Linked DNA regions of Ovis aries: region 2 is linked to region 1. Evidence: chromatin contacts called from public Hi-C data. All regions are on one chromosome and are shown on one strand. Each heading gives the region's core, a stretch centred on a gene start, on an enhancer-like site or on the middle of the called end of the contact. The rest is flanking DNA. Distances are from core to core; before and after follow the strand shown.

The links. A called contact is a pair of places that touch in the nucleus more often than the background predicts.
Region 2: a Hi-C map of tail adipose tissue shows a contact between it and region 1, with 4 times the contacts expected there. The contact joins two enhancer-like sites. A contact is called at or near these places in 7 of 16 Hi-C or Micro-C datasets (blood, hypothalamus, liver and 3 more).

The regions. Positions count from the first base shown.
Region 1 is chr4:62,552,535-62,558,701 of ARS-UI_Ramb_v3.0, forward strand. EEPD1 (endonuclease/exonuclease/phosphatase family domain containing 1) reads right to left here. Exons shown (of 8, transcript XM_060415022.1): 7 at 2,370-2,564. Among named protein-coding and RNA genes, the nearest start is that of EEPD1, 120 kb to the right of the region's middle. Within about 2 kb of position 3,642, at least 10 of the 54 cell types and tissues checked have an H3K27ac peak or open chromatin away from gene starts, as enhancers often do. A contact at or near this core is called in liver and tail adipose tissue, where this site is marked.
Region 2 is chr4:62,990,243-62,996,409 of ARS-UI_Ramb_v3.0, forward strand. It overlaps LOC121819403 (a long non-coding RNA gene), which reads right to left. Exons shown (of 5, transcript XR_009600493.1): 4 at 4,660-4,747. Among named protein-coding and RNA genes, the nearest start is that of HERPUD2, 14 kb to the right of the region's middle. Within about 2 kb of position 3,984, at least 8 of the 54 cell types and tissues checked have an H3K27ac peak or open chromatin away from gene starts, as enhancers often do. A contact at or near this core is called in liver and tail adipose tissue, where this site is marked.

The sequences.
Region 1 (6,167 bases), core at 2,392-4,891:
ACAAGCTGGAATCAAGATTACGGGGAGAAATATCAATAACCTCAGATATGCAGATGACACCACCCTTATGGCAGAAAGCTAAGAACAACTAAGACTCTTGATGAAAGTGAAAGAGGAGAGTGAAAAAGTTGGCTTAAAACTCAACATTCAGAAAACTAAGATCATGGCATCTGGTCCCATCACTTCATGGCAAAAAGATGGGGAAGCAATGGAAACAGTGGCGGACTTTATTTTGGGGGGCTCCAAAATCACTGCAGATGGTGACTGCATCCATGAAATTAAAACATGCTTGCTCCTTGGAAGGAAAGTTATGACCAACCTAGACAGCATATTAAAAAGCAGAGAAATTACTTTGCCATCAAAGGTCCATATAGTCAAACTATGGTTTTTCCAGTAGTCATGTATGGATGTGAGAGTTGAACCATAAAGAAAGCTGAGCGCTGAAGAATTGATGCTTTTGAAGTGTGGTGTTGGAGAAGACTCTTGAGAGTCCCTTGGACTGCAAGGAGATCCAACCAGTCCATCCTAAAGGAGATCAGTCCTGAATATTCACTGGAAGGACTGATGCTGAAGCTGAAACTCCAAGATATTGGCCATGTGATTTGAAGAACTGACTCATCTGAAAAGACCTTGATGCTGGGAAATATTGAAGGCGGGAGGAGAAGGGGACAACGGAGGATGAGATGGCTGGATGGCATCCCTGACTCAATGGACATGAGTTTGAGTAAACTCTGGGAGTTGGTGATGGGCAGGGAGGCCTGGTGTGCTGCAGTCCATGGGGTCACAGAGTCGGACACGACTGAGCGACTGAACTGACCTGAACTAAGCAACTAACACCTTCACTTTCAGGCCTGGGTTCTGGTGTGAGTTCTGGGATGGGGGCCGCTCCTCCCTGCACCTCGCTTTCTACAGCTGGAGAGCAAGGGACGGAGGCAACAGCTTCTAGCTTTCCCCCAGCCCTGTCTGCTCAAGCACTCCAGCACCGCCTCCTGTCGCTACCAACCTCTGTCTAGCCAGCGATGCGTTTCTGCAGACTGCGTCTCGCCCAGTCTGATGACTGACACTCCCTCTGAGACCCACTTTCTTCATCCTTTTGATTTTCCTATGACACAGTCCAACAGGACACTGGTGCCCAGGACTGGAAATCTAGTCCTGAGGATCCAAGTCTTGGCTGCAAGTCCTGGTCTCACAGTGAGACTCCAGCAATGGTACTTAATTTTTTTTAACATTTCTCTGAAGTATAATCTGCAACTATTTGTGTTTAGTAAGGGCTTCTCTGGTGACTCAGACAGTAAAGAATCTGCCTGCAATGCAGGAGACGGGTTTGATCCCTGGGTCAGGAAGATCCCTTGGGGAAGAGAATGGCTATCCACTCCAGTATTCTTGCCTGGAAAATCACATGGACAGAGGAGCCTGGGGGGCTACAAAGAGTCGGACACAACTACAACTGATCAACTGACACTTTTCAAACTGTTGGTGCTTATCTTACTCTTATCTTACATCCAAAGACCCTACTGCCGCTTCTGTATTTTTATGACTGTTTCATGACCCAAGGTCTGCTCAGCAAGTGACTGGTTTGGGGGAGTGCTTTTCAGTGCTGAGGCCACCCACCACACCCTGGTCCGGCAGAGTCCTGCCTAAGGCACTTCAGCATCCTATAGTGATGCCAGGTAACATGCCAGCTCACCGCCAACTGCTGCTCTGCAGGGTGCTGATGGCATGTGGGTAAATCTCAGGCCACAGCACACTGCCTGAATATGACAGGGCTTGAGAAGTGTTTGCTGAAGGGCTAAGTATCCTTAAAATTAGGCTAAGCTGGGGCTTTCCTGCTGGCCAGTGGATAAGAATCCACCTGCCAATGTAAGGGACATGGGTTTGAATTCTGGTCTAGAGAGATTCCACAAGTCGTAGGGCAACTGAGCCCGTGTACTACAACTGCTGAGCCCACGCTCTAGAGCCCGTGAGCCACACTCCTGAAGCCCACGTGCCCTGGAACCCGTGCCCTACAAGAGGAAGCACTGCAGGGAGAAGCCCACGCGCCACAACTAGAGGGTGGCCCCTACTCAGCGCAGCAGAGCAAGTTCGCAGCAGCGACCCAGCGCTACCAGTCGATAGCCAGGTCTGCCCGGCACGCATCTGCTTTGTCCCTGATGTAGGTCAGTGAATGCCTTTTACTTAGTTTTCAGAACCCCTTCACTCTTAAAAGTGGCTCTGTGTGAAAGATAATTATACAGCCGCCTCAACAGTAACCTCATAAATGCCTGCAGAGGAGGGAAGGTCACTCCTGACTCTCGCTCAAACCAGACAATCGTGAACTGCCAGCTCAGACAGGTGACTCTCCCTGTTTCTGAACAGCACGTGTGCTTTACCTGTGAAAACCTTCTTTAAGCTTTTACTGATCCAGATGTTGTCCAGAGTCTTCGAGCCTTGAGGATTCTTGGTGCTGATGTTGGTAAAGGTGTGTGCGGGGATCAGGTGGTGGAATTTTTCTTTCCTCAAGATATCATAGTCACTGCTGTCTGGCCCCTGGCCAAAATCCCCTAAAACTATCACGTCTTTTTCTCCTAGAAGTGGAAGAGAGAAATTCAGAAATGTAAGAGGTGGTGGGAAGTTAACCCAGCACTGACCACCACTCATTTAAGTAGGATCGTGAGTGTCTGATCTGACTCTCCAGGATTAGGACTGTGGCATGGTTCTTATTCTCCCAATTCTTCCAAGTTCCTTGTGCAACACCCCCTCACCGCCCCCCGACCCCACACCCAAGCTCCCAGAGTAGGTTAGTGACACATTAGGTTGGTGTGATGTCAACATCACCTCTGTTCTGGATCATGGGTTCCGAATCTCGTAGCACAGAAAGGCCCTAAGGGTCTTGCCCAGATCGTTAACAAAAGCTCAACAAACATTTATTGAGCACAGAAGGAAGCCCGAGTGGAGACACAGGAAGAAGACAGTCATCTGTAAGCCGAGGAGAGGCCTCAGAAGGAACCGACCCTGCCAACACCTTGATCATGGACTTCCTAGCCTTCAGGACTGTAAGAAAATAAATGCCTGTTGTTTAAGCCATCCAGTCTGTGGTGTTTTGTTATGGAACCCCAGCACACTAATATAGGGCAAAATACTTTAAAGTATTTTCAACAGCTCTCTCAAACTCTAGTTTGATTTACAAGAGTAAGTGGGATAGTTATGAAGTATTTTCCCAAGTGAGGAGACATTCAGAAAAGGACAGTGAGACCCAACTTGGCTCCCTGGGATTCCCGTCCACTGCCTGACCATCACTTCCTGTCTCGAAGCTCCCCTCAGGAGAGCCACGTTATCACAGGGAGAAACATTGCAAGGAAAGCTTTAAAGAAAGCAGTTCATAACCAAGGGCCAAATGCATCTGAGACACTCAACAAATCTTCGTGGACTTGAATACACATCAATAACAAGGGCTGCTGCTGCTGCTAAGTCACTTCAGTTGTGTCCAACTCTGTGTGACCCCATAGACGGCAGCCCACCAGGCTCCCATGTCCCTGGGATTCTCCAGGCAAGAACACTGGAGTGGGTTGCCATTTCCTTCTCCAATGCATGAAAGTGAAAAGTGAAAGGGAAGTCGCTCAGTCGTGAGATTAAGAAATCCAAAGTGAAATGACACAAGCCACCAGCAGAGGGCACTCACGTTCTGCACATGACACCCTCTCCCAGGGGGCCTGAGGGGAGGGAAGGGGATGGAAGGAAGCCCTTCCTGCAGCCACTGTATGACCGACAGAGAGGCATCTGACCCTCATGCTAGAGCCTAACAACCCTGGCACCCAAAGCAGGGCGAGCCCAACTAAGCTGGTCTTGAGAAATCACGGCGAACTTTCAACAGGAAAGTCAACTTATGAATAATACTAATAACAACTCCTACGAGGCCAGTGTCAATGACCCTCCACTGAGTCGTCACCGTGTGCTGGGGACCTCTTGCAGGTAAGAAGCTGAGGCTCTAACCAAAGCCACCAAGCCCTCAAATCCAGGACAAAGAGCTAGGATGGAAAAGCCCCACACGCTTGGAACAGAGCCTGCTGCCTGGCAGACGTAAGAGAAACACGCACGGAAGAAATGGTAAACGAAGCGTGAGGAAAACTGCACAATTAAGGTGCAACGTAGCTTTTAAAAGGAATGAATAGAAAGATGTACCTTTATTAAATTTCAAGGAAAACTTAGGAAAGACTGAGACAAAAGATTTCAATATTATGAGAGGTTTTCATTAGGATACAAACATGAAATATTTGAGCCAAAAGAAGACAGTTCTGGGGTTTTTCCTGGTGGCTCAGTGGTAAAGAATCCACTGGCCAGTGCAAGAGACATGGGTTCAATCCCTGGTCTGGGACGATCCCACATGCCACGGGGCAACTAAGCCCGCGTACCACAACTGTTAAGGCTATGCTCTAGAGCCCCAAAGCCACAGCTGATGAAGACTGCACACCCTACAGCCTGTGCTCCACAACAAGAAAAGCCACTGCAACGAGAAGCCTTTGTGCTGCAACTAGAGAAAGCCCGTGTGCCACAGTGAAGACTCGGCACTGACAAAAAATATATATATATTTTTTTCTTTTAAGAAAAGATATATATATATATATATATATTTTTTTTTCTTTTAAGAAAAGAAAATTCTGAACCCAGGAGAGATGCTGGTGTCAGGCATCAATAAACCAAGCTCTGTGTAACTTCGGGAATGAAAATAATGGCTCATTTTGAATTGGACTGTCCAGGTTTCTTACAATTCATCTACTTCGGTTAAAGCAGTTTGGTGATGACATGGAGACACTCCCTGCCTCTGACAACCCACAGATGTGCAGGGCCCTAAATTCTCCTAGGAAGCTGTCCGCCAGGGTGGGCTCCACAGGTACCCACTGAGTTTCTAGGAGTTAGGGCTTCCCAGGTCTCCCTAGTGGTAAATAACATGCTTGCCAATGCAGGAGACCCAGAAGATGCAGGTTCGACCCCTGGGTCAGGAAGATTCCCCCTGGAGGAGGGCATGGCAATCCACTCCAGTATTCGTGCCTGGAGAATCCCACGGCCAGAGGAGCCGCCTGGCAGGCTAGTCTCTGGGGCCACAAAGAATCAGACACTACTGAGTGCACACATTTTCCAGGAGTGAAGGGATAATATTTGGGGCTGACTTTCTCAGAGTCCTAGATTTATAAAATGCCAGCGACAATAGCAGGAGCCCGGCCCCACTAGGGGTAAGTCTTACTCAGATGCCAAGCATGACCCTGCCTTGTTTGACTCTTGCTGAAATTCCATCAGTGGATGGGCACCCCACCCTGAGCCCTCACTGACGTCAGTCAACCTGGGCGCACGTTCCAGACAAAGGTGGAAAGGTCCAGAGTTTGCTAATCAAGCCGACTCTGTTTGCTCTGATAGAAAGAAGCCTGTGGAATAAAGTTCAGTCTTTGTTTGAGCCAAGCTGCCTCTGCTCATCGATTTACCCGAGCTGCCGCTTGGGCAGGTTGCAGCACTTCCTGATTCCACGGCTCTGCTGTGTCACCAGTTAACAATAGGCTGGACGTTAGTTAAATGCAGGGGGACACGGGGACATGAGTCACTGTCCTTACCTGGGCACGTCAAAGCTGAGTCAGACTGTGGCTCAATCGTCCCTGGCAGCTTGAAACAATACGCTGCCCAGGTCTTCTGACAAACACCTGATCCCTACCAGAATTATCCGAAAAGATAGCAGGGCCTATGGTTATCAGAGAAGTAAGGGACTGGCACATTCCCTTCCTCCTTCCATATAAAGCAAAAGTTTGAAATCAAGAACAACAGAAATGTCCAGAGTTTTAAAAGCTGTCAAGTCATCCTTCATAATGGGTTAGAGTCTAGCCGTGGGTGAACAATCTCCCACATGGTTGCTCCTTGGATGAAGTACCTTGACTTAAACAGCTTTCTGACTTTTTTTTTTAGCCCAAAGACTCACAATTTAAGGAGAACGCTATTCGCAGCACATCCTGGTTTGAAATGTAAGCTGTACCTCAATGTTCATAAGAGCATTATCCATAACAGCCAAAAGATGGCAATAACCCAAGTGTCCATTGACAGACACATGGAATAGTATTTGGCCATAAAAATGAAAGGAAATTCTGATGTATACTACAAGCCATAAAGACATAACGTAAGTGAAATAAACTGGCCACAAAGGGACAAAT
Region 2 (6,167 bases), core at 2,734-5,233, 440 kb after region 1:
CTCTTCCCTCTTCTCTTCCCCCTCCTTTTCATTCTTCATCATCAACATTATCAAATGATTCTCACTTATGGAGGGATCACTATGTGCCAGTCACTGAGCTAAGCAGTCTGTATGCACTATTTTAAAAAAATTCTAACAGTACCCCATGATGTAGAAATTACTATCCCCATCTTAGAATGAAGGTACTAAGACTCCCGGTAAGAAATGATAGAGCCACTTTTGAGCACAGGTTGGGCTGATTCTAGAGCTTAGGCTCTTGACTATTTCTGTTGTGTTAAATAGTGGGGTTTGGGCAAAAGCCTCACTGTTGCACTGGCTAGCCTTGATTTCTGTATGTGTATTTCCTATGGTGCATGTGTTCTCAGTTGTTCAGCCATACTCTGCAACCCTATGGACTGTAGCCCACCAGCCTCCTCTGTGCATGGGATTCTCCACCAAGAATACGGAAGTGGGTTGCCATGCCCTTCTCCAGGGGATCTTTCCACCCAGGGATGGAACTTGCGACTCCTGAGTCTCTTGGATTGCAGGCTGAATCTTTACCATCTGAGCCACTGAAGAAGCCCATTTTGTATGATGAAAGTGTTAGTCACTCAGTCACGTTCAACTCTTTGCAACTCCATGGATCTTCCCAACCCAGGGATCGAACCTGGGTCTTCCACATAGCAGGCAGGTTCTTTACCATCTGAGCCACACAGGGAATGCTAAATAGATAGGATTTAAGTTAAAGATCCTGGGTCCTAGTCATTTCTTATGTCCTTTCCACTAAAGATATTACTAGCAATTGAAGGGGAAAAAAATGAATTCCTAGTAGAAGGGGATTATTTGAAAGCGCTCAGATGTCTCCTTCCCCTACAAATTTTACCTTACTTAGTCTTACATGATTGTCCTTGAAGAAAAACTAATCAGCACTATAGAGGATAGTAATTTGAATCCTGAATCTTAATTTGATTTTTCTGGATTCTTTTCAACTCCTGTTAGCTGAAAGTAAGTTTTGATGGGAAACAGAGAAAACCTTAGGTCACTGAACAATCATGGTAGGTCTGGGAGAAGGATGCAGAAAAGGGGTGATAAGAGACCAAGAAAGTAAACCTTCTTACTTCACAGTCTTAAATAGAGTCAAGTCTGTATTTACATTTATAAATGTGAAGAAGTTCAGAAACAATATAAAAAACCGCATATAGCAGATACACTGTTTTTGTCTGCTAATAGCCCATCTAAGACCCCTGACCTCTTTCCAAGTGCACGATTCTTTCAGGACTGTCAGTCACGGTGCCCTGCCTTCTAGCCCACGTGGTCATCATGTGACAAGATGGGCCATTCAGAGTATTATGTCTTCAAGGACAAGATGCTTCCACTAAGGAATCATCCCACGTGCACTGCGCAGCATGTGGGATCTCAGTTCCCTGACCAGGGATGGAACCTGTGCCCTCTGCATTACAAGGGCAGAGTCTTAACCAGCGGACGGCCAGGGAAGTCCCCACAGACAAAATGATTAATCCAGGCTGGGCATCAGAGCCAAGCAAGGATAATCAGAATCAGAATGAGATCTGGTGTGTGAAAGCGCAAGTCTTAAATAAATAGATGAGATCTCTGTGTTGTGTGCTTAGTCACTCAGTGGTGTCTGACTCTTTGTGACCTGGTGGACTGCAGCCCATCAGGCTCCTCTGTCCATGGGGATGCTCCAGGCAAGGATCCTGGAGTGGGTGCCATGCCCTTCTCCAGGGGATCTTCCCAACCCAGGGACTGAACGCAGGTCTCCTGCATGGCAGGTGGATTCTTTACCATGTGAGCCACCAGGAAGCCCTTGAGATCTCTACTGGCCATTTTTCCTACTATGGAGAAAGCCCAACAAGGAATAATATGGATAATATCAATGGTAAATAAATGTAGAATGGGAAAGATGATTCCTGAATCTATTCTTGCCTTTTTGATAGACTATTATCACTTGCAACAAAATGGACTAAATGATGTATTTTTGGCATATTTTAAAATGTTGGATGACCCCACATAATATATTATTAACACCAGGACTAAAGCAAGTTAAATAATACTAAATTCATGGGCTTCCCTTGTGACTCAGCTGATAAAGAATGGACCTGAACTTCTTATTTACATTTAAATTTATTTTCAATTGATTTAAAAATATAATGGGCCAATGTATATCAAGAGTTCAGATCCTTTGACTTAGTAATCTTTCTTCTGGGACTATATTTCAAGTATAGGGCTAAGCAAACCAGGATGTTTACAGAAGCATTCTTTTTAATAATGAAAAACTATGAATCTACATATCTAAGACTTGAGAAATGATTAAATAAAATCATGGCTTGTTGATACAGTACTTTATTTTGAAACTTCAGCACTGATAAATATGACTACGTAGAAATAAAAAATAATCAAATGGAAATTTAAAAACTTATAAAAACACTCATGAAAAAAGGAATTTCTAAAATTGTGTGTGGATACTATAACTTAATAAAACTACATACATATGAATTAATTATGAATATGCACTCAGAGATAGTGGAAATCAGAGGAAATAAAAAATAATGATAGTTGCTAACTTAGGATGGTGAGGGTATACAAATTAGACTAGAATTTCTTATAAAGTTGAAAAATGTTTTAAATAAAAGAAAACTGAAGCTGATAAAAACCCTATAAAATAATTTTTTAAAAAAAGGTTTCTGTTGCTAATAAGACAAGATGAGAGCCATATGTGGCTTCTCAGGTGGTGCAGGGGTCAGGAATCCACCTTTCAGGAGACTCGAGAGATGTGGGTTTGATCCCTGTGTCAGGAGAGGCCCATATCCAAAATGGAGGCTTCTAGATAAATTCTGGAAAAAAAAAAAAAAAAGAAAAAACCCCTGGAGAACCAAGACATAAATGGTGGGGAGCAAAGACGACCATCTCTCACATGGAACCTGAGACAAAGTCCTAAGTGACGCTGAACTTTGCTTTCCTTCCTTAAGTCTATTTTCTCTCCTACATACAAAATAAAATGCTACAAGAATATAGTAATTATAGGAGACTGTAGTCATATGTGCAGTGAAAAAAAATACATTGATTAAAATCCTGAGTCTGGCAGAGGAGTTAGCAGGAAAAGGCCTGTGGCTTTGGCTGTGGTATAGCTAATCATTAAATGACAGAGGAAAGCGTATGAGATAAGAATTAGTACCATGTTGAAATTTCTGTGGTTTTTCTTTTTCTGGGCAGATAACAAGCATGCTTATAGTTAATCAGAGAGGTTGTTTTGGCTCCCTGGGATTCCTAGCAGATGTCTGAAGAGTGATGTCTTCCGATCACTTAGGAACTTTGTCCCTGTGACGATTCTGTAATCCTTTTGTTGACCTCATGGGACATCTCAATCTGGCCCAGATTTTTGCCCTGTAGTTCTCTTAGACACTCTACTGTTTGCTATTGCGTACATGAAAGAGGACATAGATGGTTACCCCAAATCCTACAGACATGAAACCCAGAAGTGGTGTTAAATAGAAACAAATAGGAAACACCATAAAATTCATGGGCTTTTGTATCAATAACTTTATCAATTATTAACTGAGTCACCTTGAACAAATTACTTAACTCATTTACATTTTCTGTAAAATGAATATTATAATTTAGTCAATAATATTCATTGTTATTAAAAGAAAAAGGGGTTGTGCTAGGCAATAGTGATAAAAAATTTAAGGCATAATATCTAGCCTCAGGGAGCTGACAGATTTATCAAGAGATAATTATCGCATGGTAAGTGCAACAAATATCACATGGAAGCACAGACAAACCATCTAAAGATGGGACAGGGAAAGTTTGAAAGTGAGGGCTCAGGGTTTATCTAGAAGGGATTCAAAGAGATCACTAAAGAGATCACTATATAAATGCATTGGGCATACCCCACTCGATTAATTTGCTGTCCTCATTCTGGAGAGACCTTAGTTACAAATTCTTGCAACAGAGCTGAGCATTTTGTACTGGGCAACATCAAAGTTGTGAAACATAAATTCTTTCAGGGAGATAAAATCCTGCATTCTTTAAGAATGAGCATTACAAAGACTATACTCAAGAAACTGTCTTATTACTCTCAAAAACCTGGAATTTAACAAACTGTCTTAGTCAAAGATAGTTTGCTCTTTCAAAGACTCAGCCTTGTTTACAAACCCCAGGGAGTCATGACACAAAGAAAGAAACTAAGAAGGAGAAAAAAAAAAGTGAACGCAGACAAGATTTTTCTCAAGAACTTTGACCTTTTCTATTGACCAATTATGAAACTATTTAAAAACTGTTATGCATGTTTTTGGAAACATTTTTTAAGACAAAAAGTATAAAACCTCTGCAATGTGAAATACTTTAATGAATGAATGAAGTGGGTTTCCAGCACACAGTCATTGAAGTACTTGACCTAGCTGTCATTTCCTTTCCTTATCCATGTCAGTTAAATCAGATATCCTGCTGATCCCAGATCTGGCCTCAGAATCTTAACGCAACTACTTGGGATACCACTACCAAAACAGAGAAATTGCTGTAGTTACTGGAAGTGAAATGGGAGGGATGGTAGAGAGGGTGATGAAAAAGGATGAGGTTGTCCTTAAGAACGGCACAGTGAGAAACAGGCCTTAATAAGGGGGAAGTGGACATGCATGCCGGGTAGTGAGAGGTCCATCTTACCTTCTGGGGCATAGCTGGGCCCCTCTGAACTTACAGTCTCATCTGGGCCTGAGGAAAGGCAGTGGGTTGGTTTTAATGAACATATAAGCTGCAGGAAATGTGAGAAAAAGTTGGGAAAAGCTGAGGAAAGGAAGAATCATGTCAAATTACTGTCTGCCTCTTGCCCTCAGCCCACTTTAATACAGCAGATCATAAACTCTTCCTCACTTTCCCCCCCTTTTTTTTTGGCTGAGAAATAAACTGGCTGGGTTGTAGAAGGGCCTACTTCTCTTACTCTGTTTTGTTTTACAGTTATTTGTGAGTTTGTCTTACTTTCTTCTAAGTTGTAAACTCCTTGCAGGCAAATACATCTTACCATTCCTGTGTCCTTTATAATGGTGAGTAACACAAATATTATGATCACTAATCTAGAGCCAGACATCTTGGAATGTGAAGTCAAGTGGGCCTTAGAAAGCATCACTACGAACAAAGCTAGTGGAAGTGATGGAATTCCAGTTGAGCTGTTTCAAATCCTGAAAGATGATGCTGTGAAAGTGCTGTACTCAATATGCCAGCAAATTTGGAAAACTCAGCAGTGGCCACAGGACTGGAAAAGGTCAGTTTTCATTCCAATCCCAAAGAAAGGCAATGCCAAAGAATGCTCAAACTACCGCACAATTGCACTCATCTCACACGCTAGTAAAATAATGCTCAAAATTCTCCAAGCCAGGCTTCAGCAACACGTGAACCATGAACTCCCTGATGTTCAAGCTGGTTTTAGAAAAGGCAGTGGAACCAGAGATCAAATTGCCAACATCTGCTGGATCGTGGAAAAAGCAAGAGAGTTCCAGAAAAACATCTATTTCTGCTTTATTGACTATGCCAAAGCCTTTGACTGTGTGGATCACAATCAACTGTGGACAATTCTGAAAGAGATGGGAATACCACACCACCTGACCTGCCCCTTGAGAAACCTATACGCAGGTCAGGAAGCAACAGTTAGAACTGGACATGGAACAACAGACTGGTTCCAAATAGGAAAAGGAGTACGTCAAAGCTGTATATTGTCACCCTGCTTATTTAACTTCTATGCAGAGTACATCATGAGAAACGCTGGACTGGAAGAAACACAAGCTGGAATCAAGATTGCTGGCAGAAATATCAATAACCTCAGATATGCAGATGACACCACCCTTATGGCAGAAAGGGAAGAGGAACTAAAAAGCCTCTTGATGAAAGGGAAAGAGGAGAGCGAAAAAGTTGGCTTAAAGCTCAACATTCAGAAAACGAAGATCATGGCATCTGGTCCCATCACTTCATGGGAAATAGATGGGGAAACAGTGGAAACAGTGTCAGACTTTATTTTTTTTCGGCTCCAAAATCACTGCAGATGGTGACTGCAGCCATGAAATTAAAAGACGCTTACTCCTTGGAAGAAAAGTTATGACCAACCTAGATAGTATATTCAAAAGCAGAGACATTACTTTGCCAACAAAGGTCCATCTAGTCAAGGCTATGGTTTTTCCTGT